Linked DNA regions of Ovis aries: region 1 is linked to region 2. The links are chromatin contacts, called in public Hi-C maps. All regions are on one chromosome and are shown on one strand. The core of a region is the stretch at or near the end of the contact, and the rest is flanking DNA. Distances in the headings are between cores, read along the strand shown.

Evidence for each region. Hi-C and Micro-C count contacts between places; a contact is called where the count stands out from the background.
Region 1: a Hi-C map of liver shows a contact between it and region 2, with 6 times the contacts expected there. The contact joins the promoter of DESI2 here to the promoter of EFCAB2 in region 2. A contact is called at or near these places in 3 of 16 Hi-C or Micro-C datasets (hypothalamus, liver and muscle).

Annotation. Positions count from the first base shown.
Region 1 is chr12:31,848,188-31,854,383 of ARS-UI_Ramb_v3.0, forward strand. DESI2 (desumoylating isopeptidase 2) reads right to left here and starts at 4,120. Exons shown (of 6, transcript XR_009595808.1): 1 at 3,859-4,120.
Region 2 is chr12:31,592,120-31,598,331 of ARS-UI_Ramb_v3.0, forward strand. It overlaps EFCAB2 (EF-hand calcium binding domain 2), which reads right to left and starts at 4,921. Exons shown (of 8, transcript XM_015099188.4): 1 at 4,859-4,921. The coding sequence starts at 4,889.

The sequences.
Region 1 (6,196 bases), core at 2,870-5,369, 260 kb after region 2:
ATTTAAGTTTTACTCCCAAGGTGTTCGCTTGGGAAACTGAGCAGAAGAAGGTGCTAGTTATCTAGATAAAATTACAACACAGGAAATGTGTGTGCACCCGCCCGTGTGTGCACCCGCCCGCCAGAGCATATAGCAGGGAGGACTGGGTAGAGAAGAGGGGAGGGCCCTGAGGCCAGGAAAGGAGAAAGGGGAAAATGTTTGTTCCTGGATATGTTGATTTAAAGATACTTAGGTTAAAAGTATATTCAGGTGAGTCTGAAACTCCTTCAAGAAGACGGAATTAGATTTACAGATGTGCAGGAAGTCAGATCCTGTCATACCTGAATGGCCTCACACTCTTGGAGAAGTACAATGGGGTGAGGAGGATCAAAAGAATGGAGTCCAGACAAAAACTTCATCAGAAGACTCCTAGGAAGTGTCTATGACTCTGAAGATGTACAGATACTATTTAAAAATCGGGAAGAAAATTGTTTATAGAATGAAATCTACAAACATCATTATATTACTGCATATTTTTGGTTTCTAAAAATTCATTTAGCAGCACAAAATCTGAATCTATGACAAAGGAAGACCTTGTGCACAAGTGACTATGCCAGAGACTGGCCCAGCAATTGAAACTAACTTGAATCACTTGCTTTACTATGTATACCAGTAAATTAGCAATATGTGAATAACCTCATTCCCAAAATACATGTGACAGAGTTATGGAAGAAAAGAAATGATCAGCAGCTCCCAATCTACTGAAGAGGAAAAACACAGTCAACTAGAGCAGGCAACAGTCTCACAGAGAAAGAGGAACAAGGATATACCGCAAGAGGTCCCTATGAACAGTGGCTGTAAGCACAAACCAAAGGCTGATTTTCATGCTTACAAAGTCTAGACTAGATAGACAGCTGATATACCAGGCCTGTACCAACAGACCACAGCAATCCTCATCAAAGGCATTTATGATGACTAGGAAGTACTACCAAAGATAAAAGGAATTTGCCCTTGACATCAAGCAAAGATGCTTCAAAAACCAAAACTGACTTGAGAAAAAATGAGCATAATAGCTACAAATTTATACCTCAATCCACTGGTCTTGATTCTAAAACATAACTCCGACCACACTGCTCCTCACCTTGAAAACTTTAAATGGTTCCCCCTGTTTCACAGACCATCCTCTCAGTCCCAAATAAAAATTCTAGCCAAACTGGAAGTTTTGTCCCCTTTCATGCCTCCTACACTCTAGCTACACTGGATTTTCCAAATCCAACCTGTGCTGTCCTCCTCCGGCCAGTCTGTTCGTGCTGACTATTCCTTGCCTGCAGAAACCCTCCATTCTTCAGGGTTTTCCCCCTTTACTTTTCAGCATTCCATGATCCTACAAGAGCACTGTCTTCTTGGCATCTTGTTCTGCTCTTATCAAAACCATGGCATTGTTCTGAATTGTTACCACTGGTATACCTCCCCTATGAAATTCTAAATTCCTTACAGAAGAAAGCATAATTCATTCATTTTTGTGACTTTTACAGGGTCCTAACTAAATAACTGTAGGTTGCTGAGTTAGTGACATAAGACACTTACTTACAGACCAGAAGCCCCTCAGGAGAGCAAACAAACTCTGTTTATTAGAAGTCTAGTAACTCAACTATTTGCCATTTCCGATAAACATTCACATGCTCCTCCTGTTGACAGGAAAAAGCAATATATAAGAAATAAACACAGAACTATTCAGTAGAAAAAATAATGAAACAGACTGTGGTCTAGAAATTCTAGATCCTATTTGTAGCTCTCTGGGCAGGTACTTGGCCTTTCGGCTAAGATCAAGTGGTAGCTCAGACGGAAAGTGTCTGTCTACAATGCGGGAGACCTGGGTTCGATCCCTGGGTCGGGAAGTTCCCTGGAGAAGGAAACGGCAACCCACTCCAGTACTCTTGCCTGGAAAATCCCATGGACGGAGGAGCCTGGTGTCCATGGGGTCGCAAAGAGTTGGACACGACTGAGTGACTTTACTTTTTTTACTTACTTTTCTGGGCAGGTACCCTTTTCTCTATTTACTTTGCAACTACCTACGTCACAAAAGCTATATGAAGAATAATATCTCTGTTATCTAGTTAACATTTTAAAGATCTTTCAGAACACTCCTCCCTTCAAAACATACTGGTTTGAGAATCATCTCTAGCTTTTCCTATGTTTACCACATAGCAATGATTTCTGTTATTCATAGACTACCTAAAGTGTAAAGAAGCCCATTATAAGCCAAGCAATGTATCTCCAGTTTTATTTAAAAAAGCAAAATGTTCTCTTCCTCTACTTTCACAGATTTCTTTTAGGCAATGAAACTGGCCCTCTGGCCACTGCATAATCCTGATTTATAAAGGGGTTTAACAACCTAGAAGAAAATGTATACTGTGCTCTCAAGAACAGAATATATTTTGAGGGATGGTGTGTAACAATCTGCATGAATAAATAAAAAACCAAATTCAGATCACTCAAGGGGGACTGGGTAGAAAGAGTAAAAGGGCAATAAAATTCTTGAAAAATCAAGGCTTCCACAGCTAGCCACAAAAAGTTTACATCTAGAGAATTATTTCTTAACCAGTGACACAGGCCAAAGACTTTACAAAGTACCCCGCTCTTTTAAAATCTCTGGTTCTGATTATTCCTCTCTGGAACTTTCTCCCATCATACTCCATTTTTCTCAGCATGCGAATCTATCTCCTTTCACCTCCAAGTTTATATGCAAACTCAGCGGAGTACCCTCCTCAGGTCCCAAGCAGTCTCTATGGCCTTCTCACATTAATTCCCAGATTGAGGCATAGGAATTCCTTCCTACCCAAGAGGTTACAGTGTAAATGTAAAAACTTAAAAACAATACAGGGGAACACAAAGTTTAGATCGGTGAGTGAGAACCAAGACTCCTAACCTCCCGTATTCTGGCTCTTCTTCATCTTTAAGCCAACAAAAACAACGCTGGGGACTTTTTCACTTGTCAATCCACTTACGAAATTTTAAACATCTTAAGTGGAGGTGACCTCTTATAAAGCAAAAACTAATCAACCGAAAGGAAACAAACCCAAGCATCCATCTAACTGCAACGGCAACTGTGTACCAGTTATTCCAATGGCGATAATAACGCAAACCAACGTTTTGACTCATTTCTGAGTGCTCGCAGTACTCCAAAAGTTAGATGACACAACAAACCCGTTCTTCTCTGCCTCTCCCGCGGCCACGTCAGATACCTGTTGCATCACCTGGTAAGAGGTCTCCACAATCTAGGAAAGGCGTACCGCCGTGAACCCCTAAATAATTCAGCTGGGCTATTTTCTGGATAAATGTCAGCCTCATTCATTTTAATGCGGTTGCCTTGGAGGCTAGGCTGTGTCGGCTCCTGTTCACCTTTAAAGAGACTCTGGCACTGGCGTCGACAAGCGGTGACTTTCTCGACTCGGAGGGGCTTGGGAGTTTTTGAAGACGGGCTGCTTCGGCAGAGCGGGCAACTGGGGTGGGAGAAGCGGGGTTGCCCCGGAGTTCCGGTGATGGAGTGGGAAGTCCGACCCTCGACCCAAGCTTCGCGGAAAGGACACTGCTTGTCGGCCAGAAGGTCGGGCCCAGCCCAGGGTCCGGGCCAAGTCGGGGCACGAGGGAGGTTCGAGGCGAACCGAGTCTTGGCGAAAGCCCCGGGGCAGACCGGGAAAAGCTAACAAGCGCGTAGACGTTTGCAGGGATTAAAAAAAATAATCGTCCCCTCCCCCAACCCCGGTGAACCAAGCGGGAGGCGGCGACGCCAGGCTGGAAACGCGAGGGGCCGGGTCCGAACCCACCGGCGAGAGAATGCCGGCCGGGGCCGGGGTCGGGCGCCGGCGCCGTACTCACCATGTCGTACACGTTGAGCACCACTAACTGGTTAGCCCCCATCCTCCTCCCGGCGGCCGCCGCCTCGCGCTCCAGCCGCTCCGTTCCGCGGGGCCGAAGCCGTTGTCACCCACGCGGACGCCTCAGGGGGCCGGAGCCGGGCCCTAAGCGCACAGCCCGGCCGGCGGGAGCCAGGGCGGAAGCATCGGGAAGCTAGTCGCTCCCGGGCGCCGCCGACAGGACCCTCTGCGCCTACCGGGCCGGACCGCTGGCGGCCCGCTCCGGCTCAAGCGCCTCCCCCGGCGGCAGACACGTGGGGGAAGGCGGGGCCCGAGCAAGGGGCGGGCGCCGGGCTCCTGGGGGGCGGGGCCGGCCGGGGCTGGGCCCGCCTGCGCTCTAGCCTCCACTGCCGCACTCGCACCTAAGATGGCGCAACCTTGGTGCTTTTCCGCCAGGGAGGAGCATGTTCCCAGAAAGACTACGATTCCCAGCATGCAATGAGGAAGCGCAGAGGCGGAGTCTCAACTGCGGTCCTTCCTCGCGGTGCGTTTCCAGCTGTCGACTACAGTTCCCAGCATGCTGCGGGGACCGGGTCCTGCTGGCCAGGCCTAGCCCGACTACAGCTCCCAGCATGCAGTGCTTGCAGTGTGCGCTCTAGCCTTGCCGTCCGTCCTTGTGGGCCCTGAGGTTGTTCTTCTGCTGCTTATATCCGTTACTGTTGCAATTGGTTTCTGTCTCGTTGAGCTCGATGAAGCCTTAGGAATGTGGCAAAAGACCACATTGATGACCCTGTTTTCCAAGTCCCTCCTCACTATTATTTTTTATTTTGCAAGGGGAGAAAAATAGAGGAAGGTGGGTTACTGGCAGGAAGGGGTATAACATGCATCCAGTTAATTCTCACTGTGGAATTTTACATTTAATAAAACTATCCTGCTGAAATGGGAAGACAGCACAGTGCTCATGGATTAGCACAACCCTGGGAAACAGTAGGTGCTTTTACATTCAATTCAAAAAATATTTGTTGTGTACCTGCCCTTTACCAGGCAGTGATGTAGGCCCTGGGGACTATGGTGTAAACAATAGGGAGGTCGAGAAAAATATGCTTTGTAGAGAGTTCAAACAGGATGAAGTGATTGAGAGTAACCTCATATTGGATGCAGTGGGAAGGTCTCCGTAAGCTCCGGAGGTTTAAGCTCAGAGTTGAGTTCATTTCAGTTGCTCAGTCCTGTCCAACTCTGCGACCCTGTGGACTGCAGCAAGCCAGGCTTCCCTTCCTGTCCATCACCAACTCCCGCAGCTTACTCAAACTCCTGTCCATCCAGTCGGTGATGCCATCCAACTAGCTCATCATCTGTCCGGTTTTCCTCCCACCTTTAATCTTTCCCAGCATCAGGGGCTTTTCCAACGAGTCAGTTCTTCACATCAGGTAGCCAAAGTATTGGAGCTTCAGCTTCAGTATCAGTCCTTCCAGTCAATATTCAGGACTGATTTCCTTTAGGATTGACTGGATCTCCTTGCAGTCCAAGGAATTCTCAAGCGTCTTCTCCAACACCACAGTTCAAAAACACCAATTCTTGGGCACTCAGCTTTCTTTATAGTCCAACTCTCACATCCATACATGGCTACTGGAAAAACCATAGCTTTGACCGGACTGACCTTTATCGGCAAAGTAATGTCTCTCCTTTTTAATGTGCTGCCTAGGTTGGTCATAGTTTTTCTTCCAAGGAGCAAGTATTTTTAAATTTCATGGCTGCAGTCACCACCTGCAGTAATTCTGGAGCCCCCCCCCCAACAACAAAAAGAGTCTCTCACTGTTTCAATTATTTCTCCATCTATTTCCCATGAAGTGATGGGACCAGATGCCATGATCTTCGTTTTCTGAATGTTGAGCTTTAAGCCAACTTTTTCACTCTCCACTTTCACTTTCATCAAGAGGCTCTTTAGTTGTTCTTCACTTTCTGCCATAAGGGTGGTGTCATCTCCATATCTGAGGTTATTAATATTTCTCCGGGCAATGTTCATTCCAGCTTGTGCTTCATCCAGCCTGGCGTTTCACATGATGTACTCTGCATATAAACTGAATAAACAGGGTGACAATATGCAGCCTTGATGTACTCCTTTTCCTATTTGGAATCAGTCTGTTGTTCCATGTCCAGTTCTAATTGTTGCTTCTTGACCTGTATACAGATTTCTCAGGAGGCAGGTCAGGTGGTCTGGTATTCCCATCTCTTTCAGAATTTTTCTACAGTTTGTTGTGATCCACACAGTCAAAGGCTTTGGCATAGTCAATGAAGCAGATGTTTTTCTGGAACTCTCGTGCTTTCTCAATGATCCAACAGATGTTGGTAATTTGATTTCT
Region 2 (6,212 bases), core at 3,671-6,170:
TGCTATGAAGAACTGACTCATTGGAAAAGACCCTAATGCTGGGAAAGATTGAGGGCAGGAGGAGAACAGGATGACAGAGGATGAGATGGTTGGATGGCATCACCAACTCAATGGACATGAGTTTGAGTAGGCTCTGGGAGTTGGTGACGGACAGGGGAGCCTGGCACGGTGCAGTTCATGAGGTCGCAAAGAACTGGACATGACTGATCGACTGATCTGAACTGAACACTTAGATTTCACGTCATACATATGGAATCTACTAAACAGCCACTAATTCCCTAAAATGTACCAACCACTTCTTCCAATTTATTCAGCATTCCTTTAATGTCAGGCATTGTGGTGGGTGATAAATGACTAAGAAGATACTGTCCACATTAAAACAGATTATGAAATAGATATAACTATTTCCAGTTTACATTTGAGGAATGTGATGATCCCTAGACTTAGTATCTTGGCTAAGATCAGATAGAGCTTGAGGAAACCATGATTTAAATTCAGATCTTACTTCAGTGCTCACGTTTTCTACTATTCTGAACTACACTCTATACTATCAACAGTTCACTTTTCAACAAGTAGTATTAACCTGAAATCTCAGTTTTTTACATTAGATTTCCAAATGTTGAGTTTCAAGAGGAATGGCACAATACAGGGAAACAAACACAAAACAAAATTATAAAACTTCTTCCATCTAGGAGCTGATTCCTGAATTGGAAATACTTTACCAAGCAATATTATCAAAGCATGCAAAGTAAAAAGAATATTTTAAAACAAACAAAAATCATAAATCCTAGAAAGAACTTTGAGTACCTGAGTCTTATTTAAAAAAAAAAAAACAAAACTGCCATGCCTTCCAAAGCTCAATGCTGCTAAGTCGCTTCAGTCATGTCTGACTCTGTGCGACCCCATAGATGGCAGCCCACCAGGCTCCCCTGTCCCTGAGATTCTCCAGGCAAGAACACTGGAATGGGTTTCCATTTCCTTCTCCAATGCATAAAAGTGAAAAGTGAAAGTGAAGTCGCTCAGTCGTGTTGGACTCTTAGCAACCCCATGGACTACAGCCTACCAAGCTCCTCCATCCATGGGATTTTCCAGGCAGGAGTACTGGAGTGGGGTGCCATTGCCTTCTCCAAAGCTCAATGGCCTGCCAAAAATTAGAATGTTATTCCTAAACAGTCTGTTTCCTAGACATGATTTTAATCACAAATAGAAGATTCTTCCAGTCCTATATAAAAGTCTCTAAGAGATAGAAACATTAAAATAAGATTTAAAGATCCAAAGAATCAACAACTACATTGATTCCTCATTTTAAACAAAACAGAGGAAAAGAAAAAAATTAATAAATGATGCTCTGGTTGAGGAAACTCACATGGAAATAACAGAACTTCAAAAATAATCTTTCCTATCCTGCTGCAAACATTCTTCTTTTGGTAAAACAAATAAAATTAAGTACTTAAAAAAAAATCAACTTGATTCTAGAATTTCAAATTCTTTATGTCATATTTTCTAATCTAGGAAAAAAGATAAATTATACTATGTATAAGGTACAAAAATGTTACAAATTAAGCATGATTTCAATGTATATAATCTTACAGAAAATTTTTATAAAGAGAGCAAAATAGCCCATCATAGATTTAGTTACTATTTCTTACCAATATTCTCACTATTTGTATCAAGATTAATCCCTAAATGTTGAAGAGCTGGACATGATGACTACCCAGAAACTTAATCCTTTAGAACTTAAAACAAATTCAAGATTAAATATGAACAACTTAAAATATATATGTGTTGTTATTTTTTAAAGACATGCCAATGAATTTTTTTGGCTCTCAAAAAAAATGTTTGTTGAGCCAGATGAAATAAAAGCATATAGCTTACTTGAAAGGAAGAGGGAAAAAAATCTCTAACAATAATTGTATAGGCTTTTAGGTGTAGATCTTTGGGGAAACAGTAAATAATGCTTTGATTAAAACAAACACTTTTAATTAAATTATCTGAATGTGGCAATATTTATTGAATTTCTACCATGTGCTGTATACTCTGCAAGACAATGAGTATAAAGAAATGATCCCCATCCTCTTTGAGCTTAATGGATATAGCCTTCAAAACTATCCTTTTCTTTTGCTTGATTCCATGTTCATCAAGCAACTTTAAACATATAAATCTACCCTCTACAAAAGCTTAATACACATAAAACAGTATACGACATTGCAGAGGTCAGCTTCCTGACTGATGTATCAATTTAAATCATACCCCAATTTAAATTAATAAATCATTATTCAGGTTTGTACATCACTCTTTATGAGTTTAGTTAGTTTGAGTGAATCCTCAAAGCCTAGCCTATTCGGATTAATTGGTCAGGCGTAATATCTGAAACTTCAGAGCAAAGAATCAAATATATGAGTGAAATATGTGTATTCAAAGATGGTTATCAGCATATGAGTCTCTAATTTATCCTTAAGACAACATACCTTTATTTCATTCTCGAGACAACATACTTCTATTTCATCCTGCCCGTCAAGCTGCAATTACAATCAGCTCATAGGACCGTTGTAAAGAGTAACTGAGATATACCGTGGAACAGTGCTTCTCAAACTTTAATGTGCATGTGGATCACGGGCAGGAATGCATAAATGCAGAGTCTAATTCAGTAAGCCAGGGGCACGGACTGCCCTCCTTCCTTTCTTACCAGCTCCCAGGGATACCAGGCTGCTGCCCTCATCAGGGGATACAGCACACCTGGCAAGCAGCTGGCACATGGGCTGCACATACCAGTCCAGCTGACTGCTCTCTCCCTTCTGTGAATGTCTTATCTTCCTTATATAGCTCACCTTCTTTGGGAGAAAAAAATACCCTCCAAAGTTCTAACCTGACTCAGAATGCCTTCCATATGGCAGGCATTAAACATGTCAACTGAATGAATGACACCCAATCTGATTTTAACAGTCATTACTTCTATGGCTATAGACAGAATTGTTTCTTCTCTGAAATAGTTTATTATAAATAGGAAAGTATCCTTGAAAATCAAAAAAGCTTTTCAATCTATTTTTTTAATGAAGAAAAACAAACTGTATTTGAAGCATAATCCAGTGTGTGTCTTTTCCTCAGGCTGACCTAATCAAATCTTTTTAAAAATCCATGATTACCTTCTGAAAGTCTTCCTTTTTTTTTTTTTAAATAAGAATTTTAATAAATAAAGGTAAGTCTTTCTGGGGAAGTTTTGTTTTGTTTTTGTTTTTGTTTTTTAGCTGCACTGGGTCTTCTCTAGTTGCTGCCAGCGGGGGCTACTTTTCACTGGGGCACAGGAGCTTCTCACGCCCCGGGCTTTTTTTTGTTGGAGAGCCCAGGCTCAGCAGTTGTGGCGCAGGGGCTTAGCTGCTCCCTAGCATGTGCAATCTTTCCCCAAGAGGGATGGAACTTGTGTCCCCTGCACTGGCAGGCATATTCTTAACCGCTGGACCACCAGGGAAGTCCCTCTGGGGAAAGTTTTAAAACTAATATTTAAAAAGTAATCATTTTCTTAGGACGTACCTTATACTTTTAAAACAGCACAATAAAATTATAAGGACATCTTAGGAAGGTAACATCTATAAAATGTCTGGCTTTTCAGACTAACGTAATCATAAAAAAAAAAAATCAAATAGTATTATTGCTATCACTACGTAGCTCTTTGGCACAGTGCCGTGTGTTTCTCCGCCTTTTTTCTGTGATCACCACGACAAGTGACTGACGACCTCAGCGCTGGCTCCTACACTTGTAACTATTACTTAATATCATTACATCTTTGTTCCATGCTGAGAAAAATGGTATGCTGATATGTCTCAAGCACTCAAAAAAAGAACAAAGGTGGGGTATTATTTTCATTTCTAAGATGTTTACCTCTATCGTTTCAATGGCTTGACGTTTTAGCGACGAGTTCATCAATTACTGAAATACAGACTTATTTTTGAGTAACTAAAGGATGGTTAAAAAAAAAAAGCATCAATTTTTTAATCAAACTGAATTAAAACAACGTTAACAGTCTTAACAAATAAACATGGATACGCAGGTTTTCTTTCCCCTAATAATGAAAACATCAATGCCTCCCACCCGGCGACCGGAGGCCCAGTCCCGCCTCTGCCGCCGCGATCGCGCTGGGCCGTCTGGTGGCGCCGCAGAGACAGGCCTGCGCACCGAGCTCTACGCGTCGCCTCTGGAGTTTGCTCTTTCATCTTTATTAAAGTTTTTTGTATTTTGTCTTGTTTTTCGCATAAGACAAGACACCAGGCGGGTGGCGCGCGCGCTTCGGATCCTAGAGGCGCGGACGCAGTCGCGGTGACCTCCAAGCCGTCCTCCCACGTCCCCGCTACGAAGGCAAAATGGTGGCCGCAGACGCCAGCCGTCTGGGCCGGGCGGGGTTTCAGCGCAGCCGGGGAGGAGCACGGCAGACGCCCGCAGCCTGAGCCGTCCTCACCCAGGCCGCCGCGCGGGCCCAGAGCCTGAGTAGCTGCCGGCGTGGCGCCTGCGGCAACGAGAACCCAAGCTAGGGCTTGGAGGCGGTGTCCTCGACACCGTGAACAAGGACGCCATTATGGGGCTCCGGGCCGGCGCCTCGGCCGCAACCCGCGCTGGAAGCGAGGCTCGGGGCTCCGCGGGCGGGACGATGGGGGCGGGGGCGGGATGAGGGCCCGGGAGGCGGGGCGAGGGGGGCAGGAACGGGGGAGGGGGCCTCCGCTGCGGGGCGGGCGGCGCGGCCTGGCTGGGTCGGCCTTCTCCCTGAGGGTGGGGCTCCAGAGGTAGGGGGTCCCACTCTGTCTGGAGCTCCCCGGTGCGGCCGAGGTCGCGGCGGGCGGCGAGGGCTGCGCTTCGCGGTGCCTCTTACCTGTGCCGTCCCTGTCTCTGTCGTCCGCCATCTTGTTGCGGCGCCGTCGCCGGGGAGAGGCCTGTCGCTAAGCTAGGTCACGGCGTCCTGACACCCTTCAGCCCCGCGGCGAGTCGGCCCTGGAGGATGGGAGGCTCCGAATCCCGAGGGAAGGAGACCCTGGGGCGGGGGTGGGGGGAAGGAACGCTCCGAGCGCGCGCGCCCCCCGCTCCCGCTAGGACCCCGTGGCGCTCGGAAGCCCGGATCCGCGCCCGCGACCCTTTTTAGTCGCGTCGGTGGCTTCAGCCTATTCTGCCCAGTACCGAGCCCTGAACCCTGATTTTTCTGGCATGGAGGAAGTATTTAATAATAAAGTTCAGAACCCCTCCTTTCCCATTTTTCTGATCCATTTGGGGACACACTGCTCTCCTCGTCCCCTCCAGTTTGTAGGATGTGGCGTTGCTCGACTTTTTTTAACTGCAGATTTTAAAACGCAGCTGGAGAGCTGGTGCAGAGCTCGACTCCGGAGGGTAACAGAAGCAACCCGCAGTGCCGCCGCCTCCCCTTCCCATCTGCCCCACCTCCGGCCCACGTTTTCGCCAGGCCAGTGCTCGCCGCCCGCTCCCAGAGACCGGGAGTGCACAGCGGGCGAGCGCTGGAGCTGGGACGGAAAACTGGGCTGGCGGGCAGGAAACCAGAGAGCCATTAGAGTGTTACTGGTGGAGCTGAACCGCTGTAGAAAAACATGCTGTAAAATCGGCGCAAACATTGCGTCGTCAAGGCTGCGATTTCTCCTACAAAATAGAGGTTCTCATAGCAACAGAGACGTGCCTGTATTGTGCCCACTGTTAGGTACATGAAGATGTTCCTACTTGTGAAATTTGACCGGATGTCCAGCTAAAATAACCGAGGGAAAGTTTTACATCTCGCTTTTCTGAAATTTGAAACCTGTAACATGTTAAATGTTTGTCTCATTTTAAGGAAAAGTTCACTAGAATATTTTCTTTTAAAAATGATTTTTGAATAATATGCCTAATGGTGTGGTTCGAGCGAATATATATATTTTTGAAACTAGTTTTAGATGGTTTTTTAATCCATGTGCGTGCTAAGCCGCTTCAGTCGTTTGACCGTTTGCGACCCCCATGTACTATAACCCGCCAGGTTCCTCTGCCCATGAGATTCACAGGCAAGAATACTGGAGTGGGTTGCCATTTCCTTCTCCAGCGGATCTTCCCGACTTAGGGATCCAACCCTGCGTCCCGCATAGAAGGCAGATCTTTTACTGTCTGAGCCAGGAGGGAAGCCCCTTTAATGCATGTGTATATTAATTTAAATGACTTAATTTTATGTAAAAATCATTTATAAACAACTATTA